Regions from separate parts of the Anser cygnoides genome. Here region 1 is linked to region 2. Evidence: chromatin contacts called from public Hi-C data. All regions are on one chromosome and are shown on one strand. The core of a region is the stretch at or near the end of the contact, and the rest is flanking DNA. Distances in the headings are between cores, read along the strand shown. Region 1 overlaps IQCH (IQ motif containing H). Region 2 holds the start of CALML4 (calmodulin like 4).

The links. Hi-C and Micro-C count contacts between places; a contact is called where the count stands out from the background.
Region 1: a Hi-C map of liver shows a contact between it and region 2, with 1.6 times the contacts expected there. The contact joins the enhancer-like site here to the promoter of CALML4 in region 2. A contact is called at or near these places in 2 of 7 Hi-C or Micro-C datasets (granulosa cells and liver).

What each region holds. Positions count from the first base shown.
Region 1 is chr11:1,883,757-1,890,365 of Taihu_goose_T2T_genome, reverse strand. The region is part of intron 16 of IQCH (IQ motif containing H); the gene reads left to right. Among named protein-coding and RNA genes, the nearest start is that of C11H15orf61, 18 kb to the right of the region's middle. Within about 2 kb of position 1,310, at least 1 of the 3 cell types and tissues checked has open chromatin away from gene starts, as enhancers often do. A contact at or near this core is called in liver, where this site is marked.
Region 2 is chr11:1,629,691-1,636,142 of Taihu_goose_T2T_genome, reverse strand. CALML4 (calmodulin like 4) reads right to left here and starts at 3,177. Exons shown (of 5, transcript XM_048046229.2): 1 at 3,031-3,177; 2 at 2,880-2,910; 3 at 1,898-2,038; 4 at 1,248-1,436. The coding sequence starts at 3,033. CLN6 (CLN6 transmembrane ER protein) reads right to left here. Exons shown (of 7, transcript XM_067003990.1): 6 at 5,543-5,665; 7 at 3,690-4,361. The coding sequence ends at 4,073.

The sequences.
Region 1 (6,609 bases), core at 61-2,560, 260 kb before region 2:
GGTGCTGAACTCGGACTGAGTCGCTTCTGATTCCCACTCAGTTCTCCAGAACTGATCTCTAAGAGCAAGGCCTTGACCCTTTGAAGTGAAGTCTTGCACAGTATTGACTGAATGCTTCTCAGATCCCATCTTGACAAGGAGTTGCACCTAGATGAGTCCATTTAATTGAGTGGGACTGCTTGAATGCATAAACTTACATCCATGGATTTGTGCACAGATAATTTGGAGAAGTGGGGTCATAAGTCACGTTTTTCATTGGTCTCATAGATTGCACAGCCCCACGCCTTTTGCAGCGTTAGCGAGAGCGCCGGGTTAAGTTGTTTACCAGGGAAGAAAAGGATAATATCATCTTGAATGCCCATGAAAAGAGAAATCTTGGCACTACGAAGAGCTGGGGTGGCCCAGCTGCGTGTTCTCACCCCCATCCAGCCTGCTCAGTCCTGGCATAAAAGGGTCCTGAGGAGGCGTCAGGGCTGACGGCCTCAGCCCCGTGGGCAGGTCTGGGGTTGGGAAGAGGGAACTGGAGCAGACCTTACAGACCTCTCTTAGCCCATCGGTCAGCTCTGTCGCTATAATTTAGGTAATGCTTTGAGGGATGCTTTTGGTGGGATGCCTTCTTCTGTATTCACGTGTGCATCCTAAAATTATTCCCAGTGTTTCCCTACAGAATATAGCAGTGTTATTTTCAAACAAGAGCCACGGTTTTCTCATGAACCCTCTTCCAGTCCTGAATTCAGCAGGATAGAGTTTAGGGCCAGTTTTTGGGCCCTAAAATTTAAGTTTTCAGCCAGCACCAGACCATCCCAGCAGCTGCCACGAGATGGCAGCCGGTTAAGATCCTGTCTGTGATTGCAGCCGAAATAATCAATTCTATTGTGAATTTTAAAAGTCATAAAAGCAGCTCTATTTTCAACACCCAAGTAGCATTAATATTTTACTAATTGACATTTTTACAGTGTCATTCAACCACTTCTTTAAAAATAGCAGGTGCGCTCTTTACAATAATGCAGACATCAATACTAGATGCAGATAAAACAATTATACTGGAGAAAGAAAAAGCTATAATTTAGTAACTGTTTAAGAATTTATGTTTCCTTCCCTTCTCAAGTTTATGTTTTAAAGCTGAAGCATTTTTATGGTAGTAGTAAAGAATTACACTATAATTGTGACTCTGCTCACTTGAGATGTCTCTACCACGAAGCGCAGGCTCGTCAGCTGCGCATGCTTCAGGAGAGCGTCTCCTGGCAGCACTTGGCAGCCTGTGTAAAAGGGAGCAATTCCAGACTTGATCATATTTCCTTGGACAAATAGCCAGCAAGGCTTGTAGGATATATTTCTAACTGGTTTTTATCCAGTGGCAGGAGTCTGGAAAGTCCTAATCTATGTTTTGAGGTCTAAAATCTTACCTAGCGCCTCTACTTTTTCTTTTTGACTCTAAGTCAGTATAAAAACACAGATCTGATTACCTTTGAACTTTCATTTGTTGTTTGAAAATCAAATAGCAGTTCTAGACTTCACAAGTGGGCTCTGTTCCAGTTTGATTTCTGAACACGTAAGTGTCCTGGAAGTCCCAAAGTCTCTTGTTAAAGCTGTGAATGTTATGCTATTTGCCATGCAGTCCTGTAAGGATGTGATGTTAAATACCTATGATTGCATAAATGCACTTATTGTATATCCTCGGATAATGAGGATGGACTGAAGTATTAGCTATTTGTTAACTTTTATGATTCTGTCACTCTTTTAGCTTTACTTAAACTTGAACTTTGCACAGGCCTGCTTCTGATGGCTTCTGATTTACTGGAGGAAATGATAATTCAGCTGGTTATTAATTGCCTGACCTCCACAGATGTTGCTTTATAAACTGTGGAAATATATTCATTAAAACACACACACACATACAAAGCCCCAGCTCAGACTTTCAAGGCATTCTAGAAGCTTTTGGCACTCCTTTTATGTTACTTTGAAGGAAAACTTGTTGCAGTCCAGAAGATGGTATTAGAGTTGAACCTAAACAAACTTTCTAGCCTGTTCAGAGAACAGCCTAAACTAAGAAGCAAGTTTGCTAGGTCTTCTGTTCTGCCTGTGCTAGCTCTGTGGAGCTGTTGGACTGCTTTAAAGACTAAATGCCACAAAGGTGGAGATGGGTTGATGTTTCTAAGAAATGGTTTTTGTGTTTTTTTTTTTTGCTTGTTTGTTTTTTTGATAGGCTGCAGTAACAGCTACTACTCTGAGACAAAATGAAAAGCCTTTAATAGATTTCAGTAGGCTCACATCCCTAGGAGTAGATTTTTTAGTTGTCTGCTGGAAATGTCACGTCCTGCTTGTTTCACAGCTCTGTCAGTGCTGAGCTGAGAGGATAGCCCTCCCTTTGAAACTGAAACCCTGCTGGAAAACATTTTTCCTTGCTCTGCTGTAACCCTACGGAGTGGTAGAAACTACATCAAGATCTGTTCTTCACTTCTGTTATCTGATGCTGTGTAGTTTTTCTGCAGACCTCATGTAGTTTCACTCTCACCTTTCCTTCCCTGACATTTGTATCAACTGTTTTTTCTTTTCAGCTGTTTTAACATTTCACTGTTTGCACAGACATTAATAGCCTGCCTGAGCTCCTTCTCCCAGTTATGAGTGGTCAGGAATGATGAGTGCCCTTTCCTTTGCCATGTACGATCTAGTGCTACAAAGCATGCAGGGAACCAGTGAGCACACGGGTGAAGCCTTCAATCTGATACCAGTGATGGCGGGGAGCAGTGCTGGAGGTCTGTAAATGGTACTCCTTCCTCCTTGCCCAGTGCTGTGCCTCTGAGCTGCGGGAGGAGCCAGCTGTGGCATCAGCTCTGCTACGAAAGTCTCCTGTGTCCTTCACAGAGCCTATTCTTTCAGCTGAGGAGTCATTTCTCTTTTTGGGGTGATTGGTGCCTCCGTTATTAATGCCGCTTTCTTCTCCACCATACTTCCTTTCTGTGCCTACCTCTTTGCTCACACCCTGCTTGATGCTTTATTAAGCCTGGCCAGCAGCATCAGGACTGCAGAACTGGAAGGAGCAGCCAAGCTGAGAGCTTCCCGTGCTCTGACATTTTAGTATGGCTAAAGAAGCAGAAGAAAGAGCAATAGGTATGTTTAAGTTATATTGCCCGAGTTGCTTATGTATGTATAATGTATGACTCTACTCCATTCTTACTCTAACCCTAGATGTTTTTCTCACTTTATGCTCTTCTCCATGTCTGCAGTTGATGGCAGCTCCAGCTGTACTGATTTAGCTTAGTGTCTGCATGTAAAACAACACTTGCAAAGCAGTGGAAATACGTGAGTTTGGCATGAGTCTGGTAACTTCTCCACAAAAAATGAGAAGTCATCAACTATTGAGCCCACCTAATTAGAATTCTTTAGATGCAGATATAAAGGATTCTGGTGCTTTTTTCTTTGTTTATTACAATTAATTTTAGGTCATTACACTCAGGGGACGCCTGCTAACTTCAATATGGTCAACATGTGCTTAGTATGATATAATGAGCTACCCCTTTCCATTTGGGAACATGTATTGATATATTATTGGTGAAAGGTGCCAGGCTGATAAAGCCAGCAAACAGATGTCCACTGCCTAGTTCCAGAATAAGAGCACTATAAGCAGCTGCACAGCAATTGTCTTCACATGGCTCCACCAGCCAAACTCAGGCCTGCTGAACTTCCATCCTTGCTTGAGACTACAGGAAATGTTGCTTGATGTTGATTGGTACAATTTTGCAAAGAACACTTATGACCTTCAGAAACTGAATGGGACTTCAAAATTGTTCCACTGAAGAATTCAGTCAGCTAGCTACTAATGATCTGGCCTGCATTTGTACTAATAAAATGGGGAAAAAATTATCCTGTTCATATCCCACGAACATAAAGTTGCCCAGGCCCTGTGCCTTTCCTGTTTCTGTACCAGTACAAAGGGAATTTAAAGGTTATTTCTGGATTTCCCTGGCAAAAGGGAATCCCCTGCTAGGTTAAAGCTGGAATCTCATGCCATCTGATCCTTCTTCTTTCTCCGCACTTTAGTGATGGTCTGGGACATATCCAGGGCAGAAAGGGACATGGCTCCAGTGTAGTGTTCTGCAATACTCCCGAGCCAGCAAAAGCATCCTTGGGGGTGATCCCAGCTGGCACACATTAATGACCATTTGGCTGCTTCAACTTGCGGTAGGGGTGGTTCAGCCTCCGGCTCCGGCCCAGAATGCGAGGAGGCAGACAGGTGGCTTGCAGCCATGTTTGCCTTCCTCCCCCTTGTGCTCGGGGCTGGGGAGACCCACACCCAGTATTTCAAAAAGCCAAAACCACGGTGAATTTACCAGTGTAGAATGTAACTGTGACTGATGTTTAAGTAGGTATTAATGAAGAGAGTAGCAGGCAGGATAGGGGAGGGCACCTTCCTTTTTTACGCAGCTGGGCCATCAGACGCCCCTGCTGATGTGAGCCATTAGTTTTGTAGGCAGTGGTACAAGACTGAGATGATGAAGCCATGTCCAAAGCAACTAACTGGTGCACTCTGAAAGTGAACAGAAACTCCTCAAACTGGAATTTGGCCATTCTTATAATTTGCAGCACGAAATTTGCAATGCTAAGAGGTTTTTCTCCTCTTGTGTGCTATAGCCCCTTCCTTGGGCAGGGATGATGCTGGAGCTATGTCCCTGTGCAGGGGGCATCCCGTAGGGCTCCCTGTGCCTCCTCAGGGACTAGGAAGGTGCAGTCGGGCGTTAGAGCCAGGTTGGCATGCTGGGTTTTTGTTCAGGTTAAGTGAAATGTATCACACAAGTAATTAATGGGACTCTTCTCTAGATGGGAAATTAAAGCAATGCCATTGGCACGTACTTTAATTTTAGTTAGTGACAATATGCGACGTGTTGAGTAACTTTTGCAAAATATATGTGCTATCCCACGTTCTGTGTGGTTTATCTGTGTCTCTATCAGGGTGTAATGAATTTGGCTTGTGATAATGACTATTTATGTTTGCCAGGCTGCATTTTCTAATTCTTTATCTGCTGTTAAATGCCAGCCCATTCTCTACACATTGCCAGAACACAAGCCTTCCACTTACAGTGCAGATACACTACTGTCACACCACATCTTTGGTTAGCTTTCATGGGTTTTGCATCTCAGCCACTTTGTGGTCCGCTTGCAGCCTAACTTGCCTTCCGCCCCTCTGCTCGTGCAGCAACAAAGCTCCCAGATAGTGTGAGTATTGACTTTGAGGCTAGAGCAATGCAGATGTAGTATCAGGGTCTGGATTAAGAGTGACCAGTTCATTTTTCCCTGAGCTGGTGAACAGTCCTTGGATGTCCAGGCTTTTCAGTTGTCCCTACTCTTCTCACATAGCCTGGCCGTCTCTTTCTGGGGGAAAAGCTTTGACTGAGAATCCAAAATACAGCTCAGACAAGATTTAAGGCACATTTTGCTTTTACTGATCTGTTGATAATATTTATGGGAATTAATGTAGCACTTTCACTGCATTCATGGTTTAAAATTACCACTTAGTTATTGGAAAGGTTGGCACATACTGGAAAAGTACAAATTGATATGAAAGTTCCTTCCTGTCTTGCAGAAATGATGATAAAGAATAAATTATTGAAGAAAATTAAGCATTGTAATTGGGGAACATTCCCTATTACTAAGTAAAGCCAGCTATTTGCATCCAATTTGCATTTTATACCATGCAGCAGGAAATATTTAAGTTGACAAATAGGATATTTAATACAGCAACAGATACTTGGCAGTTAGTTATTAACAACTGTTACTGATGTGATTTATTCACCATTATAAAAAGGGCATTACTATGTGAATATGATTCAGAAATTAACTCCAGTTTACCAAGAGGCCTTGACTGCCTGACCTCTTAATATCCTTATAATGATGCCATTTAACATTCAAAGGCTTATTCAAGTCATTCGCTGCTACATTTGTTTTAAAGGGGTTCACTGTAGGGCAGATATTTGCGTGCGTTAACATTTCTCATTGGTGTAGTAGGCACAAGCATTTTTTAAAAGGGAAAAACCCATGGGTAAAACCATGCTCGGGTTGTTGGGGGCGGAGGAGCCTTGCAGGAGCAATCCACGGTGCTTCCTTCTGCTACGCCCTCGGTGTGGACTGGCTCCACAAATCTTGCATGAATTCCACAGGCTTTAATGCTTTGAAATCCTCTGGAGGATATGGGATGGAGGATATGAGACTTTATCCTATGGAGGATATGAGACCTTTACCATTGCCTGCATGTGAGTGCGATGAGCATCCCTTCCACCTGGCCATGCTACCCACAGGGGAGCACGCTACCCCCCTGCAAGGGGCTTCTTTGCTGCCTCTGTGCTCAGTGAAGCTGCAGGAGGCACAGTGCTTCCCTATCTCACTGCAGTGAGGATTCGACCCATCAAGTGGTGGTTATATCGCAGGTTCTTGGGCTGATTGTTGTTGTTAGTACTGGGCTTGCGGGATTTCACAGACTCGGTGCAGCAAAGAGAACCACGGAACGGCTGAGGCTGGAGGCACCTCTGGGTCCACCTGGTGCTCAAGCAGGGCCACCCGGAGAGGTTGCCCAGGACCACGTCCAGGCAGCTTGTGAAGATCTCCAGGGAGGAG
Region 2 (6,452 bases), core at 1,928-4,427:
CGCTGTTTGCAGCCGGGTATCAGTGTATGAATGAGGGACGAACTCGTTCAGCACTGGGCCAGCAAGGAGCTACGGGGAGCTGCAGACACGGAAGGTAAGGAACGATCCCTTGCTTCCAGGAGATCTAATCCTTCTCTCAAAGAGAATATCCTGATGGTAATAGAATGCTTCTAATGGCATAAATTCAAAAATAATTATTCCCAGAACACTTAAAAATAACACAGAAGAAAAACGTGTCAGTTCTCATTTGGTAAGAGTACATTAAATGAAAACGAAGCGCAAGCTTTTCTGGAAGCGCTGTAAATGAAGGTATGTGCCAGTAGTTACTGAACAGCCGCAGATGCTAATGAAATTGAGTCTGCTCTGGCATCAAATATTTATAGCAGCTTAGCAAGCTGGAGTTCAGCGTGTCAAGCCAAAGGGGGAATTTCTTGTTGAGAAGAAGCATCGCTTGCTACGTAGGATCCATGGTGCTTTGTTAGGAGCTGGCGGATGGGCTGCACATTTCTGCACATTTACTCCCAAAGTAATGGGAAATCCCCCCGCGCCTCCCGAAGCTTCTCTGTGTAATAGTGGTTCTTGCTGGGATGCCTTTAATTAGGGTTAATGTCTCCGTGTCTTCACTGTTTGTTCAGCTCTCATAATAGCTCCGAAAGTGTTTTCAGATGTAAATAGCTGCATAAACTATTATTCCAGTTAAACAATTGAGGAAAATGCTCAACGACGTGCCTTGCTGGCACATCACCCGTAACGCTGGCTCAGCTGATGAGTGCACCAGGACGGGCAAACCTTGTCCTGATGAAATCCAACTCTCCTTCACCATAAGGAAGGCCCTCAAGGAGCCAGACAGGGCCTACACAAACCCCAGAACCTTGGTAAAACTCCCCCCTTGCCTGCCTCAAACCGCTGATAGAGGTTTCTGGTGCCCCACCTTCGGCAGAGGGGAGCAGCTTTCAGACAGGCAGGACTATTTTTACTTTTTTTTTTTTTTAAGAATCTTAATTAAAATGTCCTTCTCTCTTACGATTTGCACTTGCCATGGCGGTGCTCTCGGGGGAATCAGGCAATTCCCTGAGCCCTGCCCTGCCGAGGGTGCTCAGCACCCACCTCGCTGGCAGGCGCTGCTCCTGTGCTCCCAGCTGGAAGCTTCTGGCCCTGCCTCGGCTGCAGCGGGAGAGCAGGGAGGAAGGGACCAGAAGCTCAGGAGCACACGCTACCACAGACTACGTCTCTGTGTGGTGAAATACCTTCTTCCTCGGAGAGTTTTTCTCCCAAGTTTGTCAGCTTGGCCCTCAGCTCCGAGACGGCGATGACCCCTCTCTTCTGCCTGTCTATCATGGACAAGGCCGTGATGATTTCCTTCTCGGGCTCCTCCTGCTTCGTTTGCCTGTACATTATATTCAGGAAAGTGGAGAAGTCCAGTTCTGCATTCCGCTCTGGAAGAACAAGAGCACATTCTTTATGAGGGGCTCGGTGCTGTAGTCCCCATCCAGCCCTAACCCCCTCCTGTGTCCTCCCCAGTTTCCCGAAGCAGCCTCAGGATGCCTCCCCTGCTCCGGAAGCTTTTTTAATGGCACTGCTTCGATCTGTGGCTGCGTTGGCTCCGTTTGCCAGCAGTGCCTTGGGGCTGGGCTTTGGTGACTGCTCCTGGCTGTGCTGCAGGGCCTGGGCTGCTTCACCCTGGAGCAGGAAAGTGCCTGGCCTGCAGCCAGCCTCCTCTTCCTTGCACATTGTCTCCTGAGTACTGAAACACTGAATTTTAACACCAAAAAAAAAAAAAAAAAACAACACAACAAAGCAAAAACTCCTGCCAGGACCAGATAGCTTAACTTCGATGTGCTCATCAATTTTTTCTGGCCATAGCCCAGCTCGGTTCCCTCGGCTGCCCCGGACTCACCGATCTTGTGCAGGTGAAGGTGCCTCTGCACCTCCCCTGGCGTCGGGCTGGCTCCCAGGCACCGCATCACGGCCATCAGGTCGCTGGCTTTGATCTTGCCTTTTTGTTTCTTGTCGTACAGGGAGAAGCATTCCTTGAACTCTAATTAAAAACCAAAACTCTCCGTTATGTCATGTAAGGTTACCTCGAGCTGCAGCCGTGGTCCTGCCGCCTGCGGGGCGGCGTTGGTCGGGTTCCAGCGGGGATATTGTGTCTGCCTCCGGTGTCTTCTTTCACAGAGGTACTGGATGGGGGGGATTGGAGAGGAGGGGGGGGGGAAGGACCCGGAATAAAGTGCCAAGGGTAATTAAAAGTCCAGGCTTACAACTAACTGAGCCGATTAGGGTCCTTCGGTCTAATGAGGGAAGTCTGAAAGTGGAGCCTGGTCTGCAACCGAGTTAAGGACCATCAGAAAGCGCTTTTCTCCCCGTTCCTGGGGGCAGGAGGGGGTGCTGGAGGCATGGTTCGGTCCCTGCCGGCATCGCCCCGCAGGTGGACAGCTGGATATTAAAATGGCAGATGAAGGAAGGGATAACGCAAAGCACAGCGGGGGTTGCAGAGCAGCTGGGAGACCCCAAACCAGCCTCTTCCATCCTCCCTGCCCTTCGTGCTGTGGGTGCCCGTGGGTGCTGGGTGCCTGTGTGGGTGCTGGGTGCCCGTGGGGGGCCGTGGCCCCGGCTGCCCCCTCCCGCGCTGCTGAGCCACAGAGCACTGCAGCTTAACGGCTTTGCAATAATACTCTTACTCCAGCTCTCTTCCGTGTTTCTTGTAGCAAACTCTTCCTGCTAAAGGCAGGGGCCCCTTCCCCAAAGCCAGCCCCGATTTCTCGCCCCGAGCCCCCGCTGCCCCGGGCTGGCAGTGAGGGGGGTTTGTCCCCTTGCCCCCCTTTGCTCTGATCGGAGGTGAAATGATTGTAGGTGGGGGGGAAAAAAAAAGTACTTACCGTTAATTTGATCCTGCGACAGAAATTTTGCCTGCAGCGAGAAAGGGGGGGGCAGGGGGGGGGGAGAAGGAGAGAACAGCAACACAACTTTAAAATCTGGAAGGGGGGGGCACGGGGGGTGCGCTTTGTATCAGCCCAAACCCTCGCTCACCATTGCTTTGGGGCCTTCCGTGTGTTTCAGGCTGTGGGGACGGGCGGCTGCTGCGTTCGGTGTGGAGAAGGGCTAAAGTCCGCCAGCCCTGGGTGGCGAGGCAGGGCTGTAATAAATACCCCGCTGCCATGGCTACCGGGCCTGATCCCTGCAGGCCGCGGGGCCCTGAGCTGTTAGACGGAGGGGGGAGAGGAGGATCCGTGCCTGGATGCTGAAACAGAGCGGGGGGCTGCAGGAGGTGGTTGGGTTTTAAACCTTTTTTTGGGGAGGAGGCAGCAACCTCCAGCTTCTGGGGCCTAGCCCGGGTAGCTGCGCTGTGTCTTACAGCCCCTTCTGGTGCCAGGCTTCTGGCACTTGGTTGACATTCAGGGCGTTCAAAGGCAAGGATTATGTACAAAAATGCTGAGCAGAACTCAATGTTTTGTCCCAAAATAATAAAAACGGAGCCAGCAGCTCAGCTGGGCGCTGCTCTGCCTCGCCGGATCCACCGGCAATGCCAGCCCAGGGCTGGGCTCCAGGACCCCGAACATCGCTGCTCCACGGGCCGCATCCTTCCCAGCACAGCCCCAGCCTCCTACACCCTGAGGTACGGGTCCCTGCGTCTCGTGGGATGACGATTCTCCCCTCAGGGAACAGCTGCTTCAAGTATGGCAAGTCACTCAGCTTTTATCAAACGTTTTTATTCAGTCTGTTTTGCTATTAACTTTATTTTTGTTAACAGCTTGGGTTCTGTCACACCGGGGTTTGATACAGACTTCATGGACATGAACTGTTACAGGGATTCAGCCGGGGTTGGAGGAGCTCAGCTCCATCACCTGAGTAGTGAGCGGGTACAGAAAATGATGCTACTGGGGGGGCGTAGGGGACCTGCAGGATCAGCCCTTTGTGCCTGGGGGCTTGTACAAAACCTCCCCTCCTTAGCTGGGTGTGGGTAACACAGGACATGCCTTGCACCTACGTCAGTCAAGGAATTTATTTGAACTACCTCTACATTAGAAAAAACTATTTTTTTTTTCTTTGAATCACTCAGAAATATCAAAACTTATAAACTTTCCTTTCCTGCGTGGAGGTTGTTCATGTGCAGGGTGTAAAAAGCCCACGGCTCGGGGATATAGATCACGCCAGGGTACTTCTTCCTGAGGATTTTGTCGTTCCACAGCCAAATCACCCAGACAGCAATGAGGACCAGCGTTATGATGAACGAGTAGAAGAGGAAAAGCCCATTGCTGTCCAGGACGAGTCCTTTGCGTTTCTGGTGCATCACCAAAGCCATCATGGCAAAGAAAGTGAAAATGTAGAGGATGAAGATCTGCCCCTCTGTCACGAGATACCTGCAAAGCAAAAGGACCCGTTAGTGCTCTTCGTGGGGAGCTGGGCTCTGCAGACAGGTGACAGCAAGTGACAGCTCCTAACAGCAAGTACCCTAAATATTTTTCCTTCATTAAAGCAGGCATTGGGAGAGAGGCAGCAAACTCATCGGGAGTGGAAGAAACCAGATGTTTGGGGTGCCAGCTCCTGGGAGAGCCCACGTGGATGGAGGGGCAGGTGGAATTAGCAAATGGGTGCCTCCTTGCAGAGACCTGGCTGAGAAGCTGCTGGGCTGCCAGGAGGAAGGAGGAATTGTACTGGACGGGTCTTAAATCGCTAGCACACAAATTGCAGAGACTCACGCTGATGTATTTAAAGGAAGTGCAGTGGGGTAACTGGGAACTGACCAAATCATCCTGATGATTCTGACTATCAAAAATTAATTTACTGTATAAGAACAGTCTCAGCAGGGGGGCAAAGCCACGGGCAAGAGAGAACATCATCTCTGAAGATGAATGGAAAGTTGTTTGGCTGCCATCAGGGAAACAGTTTGGGAAGATGAGGCTACTGAAAATGAGAAATAAATAAGACCTCTCTCAAAAGGCTATTCGGACCCGCAGGGCAAGCCACGGAGGCAGCGTAAGAGCATCACGCAGGCAGCCTGGGCTCTATGTAAAATCTCTGCACCACTGGTGAGAGCATCCCCGCTACCACAACTGGCCTGAGACCAGGTGGATGCGCTGTGGGCACCAGGTGACCACCCCAAAATCATCCAGGATCCGTCTACCTGGGCAGTGACTGGCTTTGAAGAGCGGGCAGACAGCAAGCAGAGGCTGAAAGCCTGGGCTCCAGCAACATCACCCTGTGCCAGGCTTCCTGAGACAGAGGTGGAGGAGCAGGAGAACCATGGAGCACTGAGCAGGTGGGGCTGGGACAACCGGTGCCCAGAACTCAACGGGGGAATGACAGCGTGGTTGAGGAAATACCCCCCAGCAGGGAAAAGGACACGCTGTGCTGAAGCTGTCCCAGCTGGTAAAGGCTGAAGAGGCTGCCCATTTAAACGAGATTTCATTTTCCAGACTTGCACAGGAGAAACTGCAGCAACTTCTGCTCTGGGGAAGGGAGAGCTCCTGCTGCACGCTGCAGAGCCTCCTGTGCTCTTCCCTCCATCCCGCACCTCCCTGAGAGGACAGAAGTCACTTACCAGTAATAAAGGCTGCTCGGCCCCATCAGAAGCAAGGCAGCCACTGGCATCCTGCTCTCATCTTCAACAGGAGTGAAGCAGCCGGTGAAATATATGAACAGTATCAGAAAGAAAGGGATGTACCTGTGAGCAGAGACAGAGCTCCCGTGGGTGGTGTGACCCCGCAAAGCGGCACCACGGTGCACCAAGCCCTGATTTACACCCCCCTCCTGTACCGTGGTGGCTGTGAAGGTGCAACCAGTGTCACAGCTGCTGAAAACTGCTGTCAAATTGCTGAAAACAGCCTGCTGTGGGGCTGCTGAAGATAATGAGACTTGTGGGGCTGATTAGGTCAAACGCTGGGCTCCAGTGCTCAGCCCAACACTTGTGGTTGTTGCCCTCGCAGGCTCAGAAGGCCGCGCGAGGGCAGTGGGGTGAGCTGTGATGTGCTCAAAGCCGAACGGCAGGCAAGCAGGATGCGGACCAGGATCTGAACGAACTAAAAGTTTAGTTTTTAATTTTGGGATTTGCTTCACGCTGCCTGAGGAACAGCAAACCAACCTGAAAAGGGGCGAGAGCTCCCTGTCCCCTCCCTGGGACATGTAAGGATGACCCGGCAGCAGGTAAAGGACAGAGCTCTGGGGCTGCAGATCTGCGACAGCAGCACACCCAGGGCAGGGGACGTGTCCACACTTCATGCTGCTTGGGTGTGCTTGCACCGGGGGTGAGGTGTGCTCCAACAGGGACACAGGCAGCACGCGGTCACACAGGACCAGGCCCACGGTGCTTCTAGGACCAGCCTGGGGCAGTACTGCTGCTGCGGTGCTGAAATCAGTCCCTGAATTACCATGGGAGCAGTGTGGCCAAGCAGCCTCTGCCACTGCAGACACAAGGGCGCCTGCCCCCTGGCCGCAGGGTCACCGAACGGATG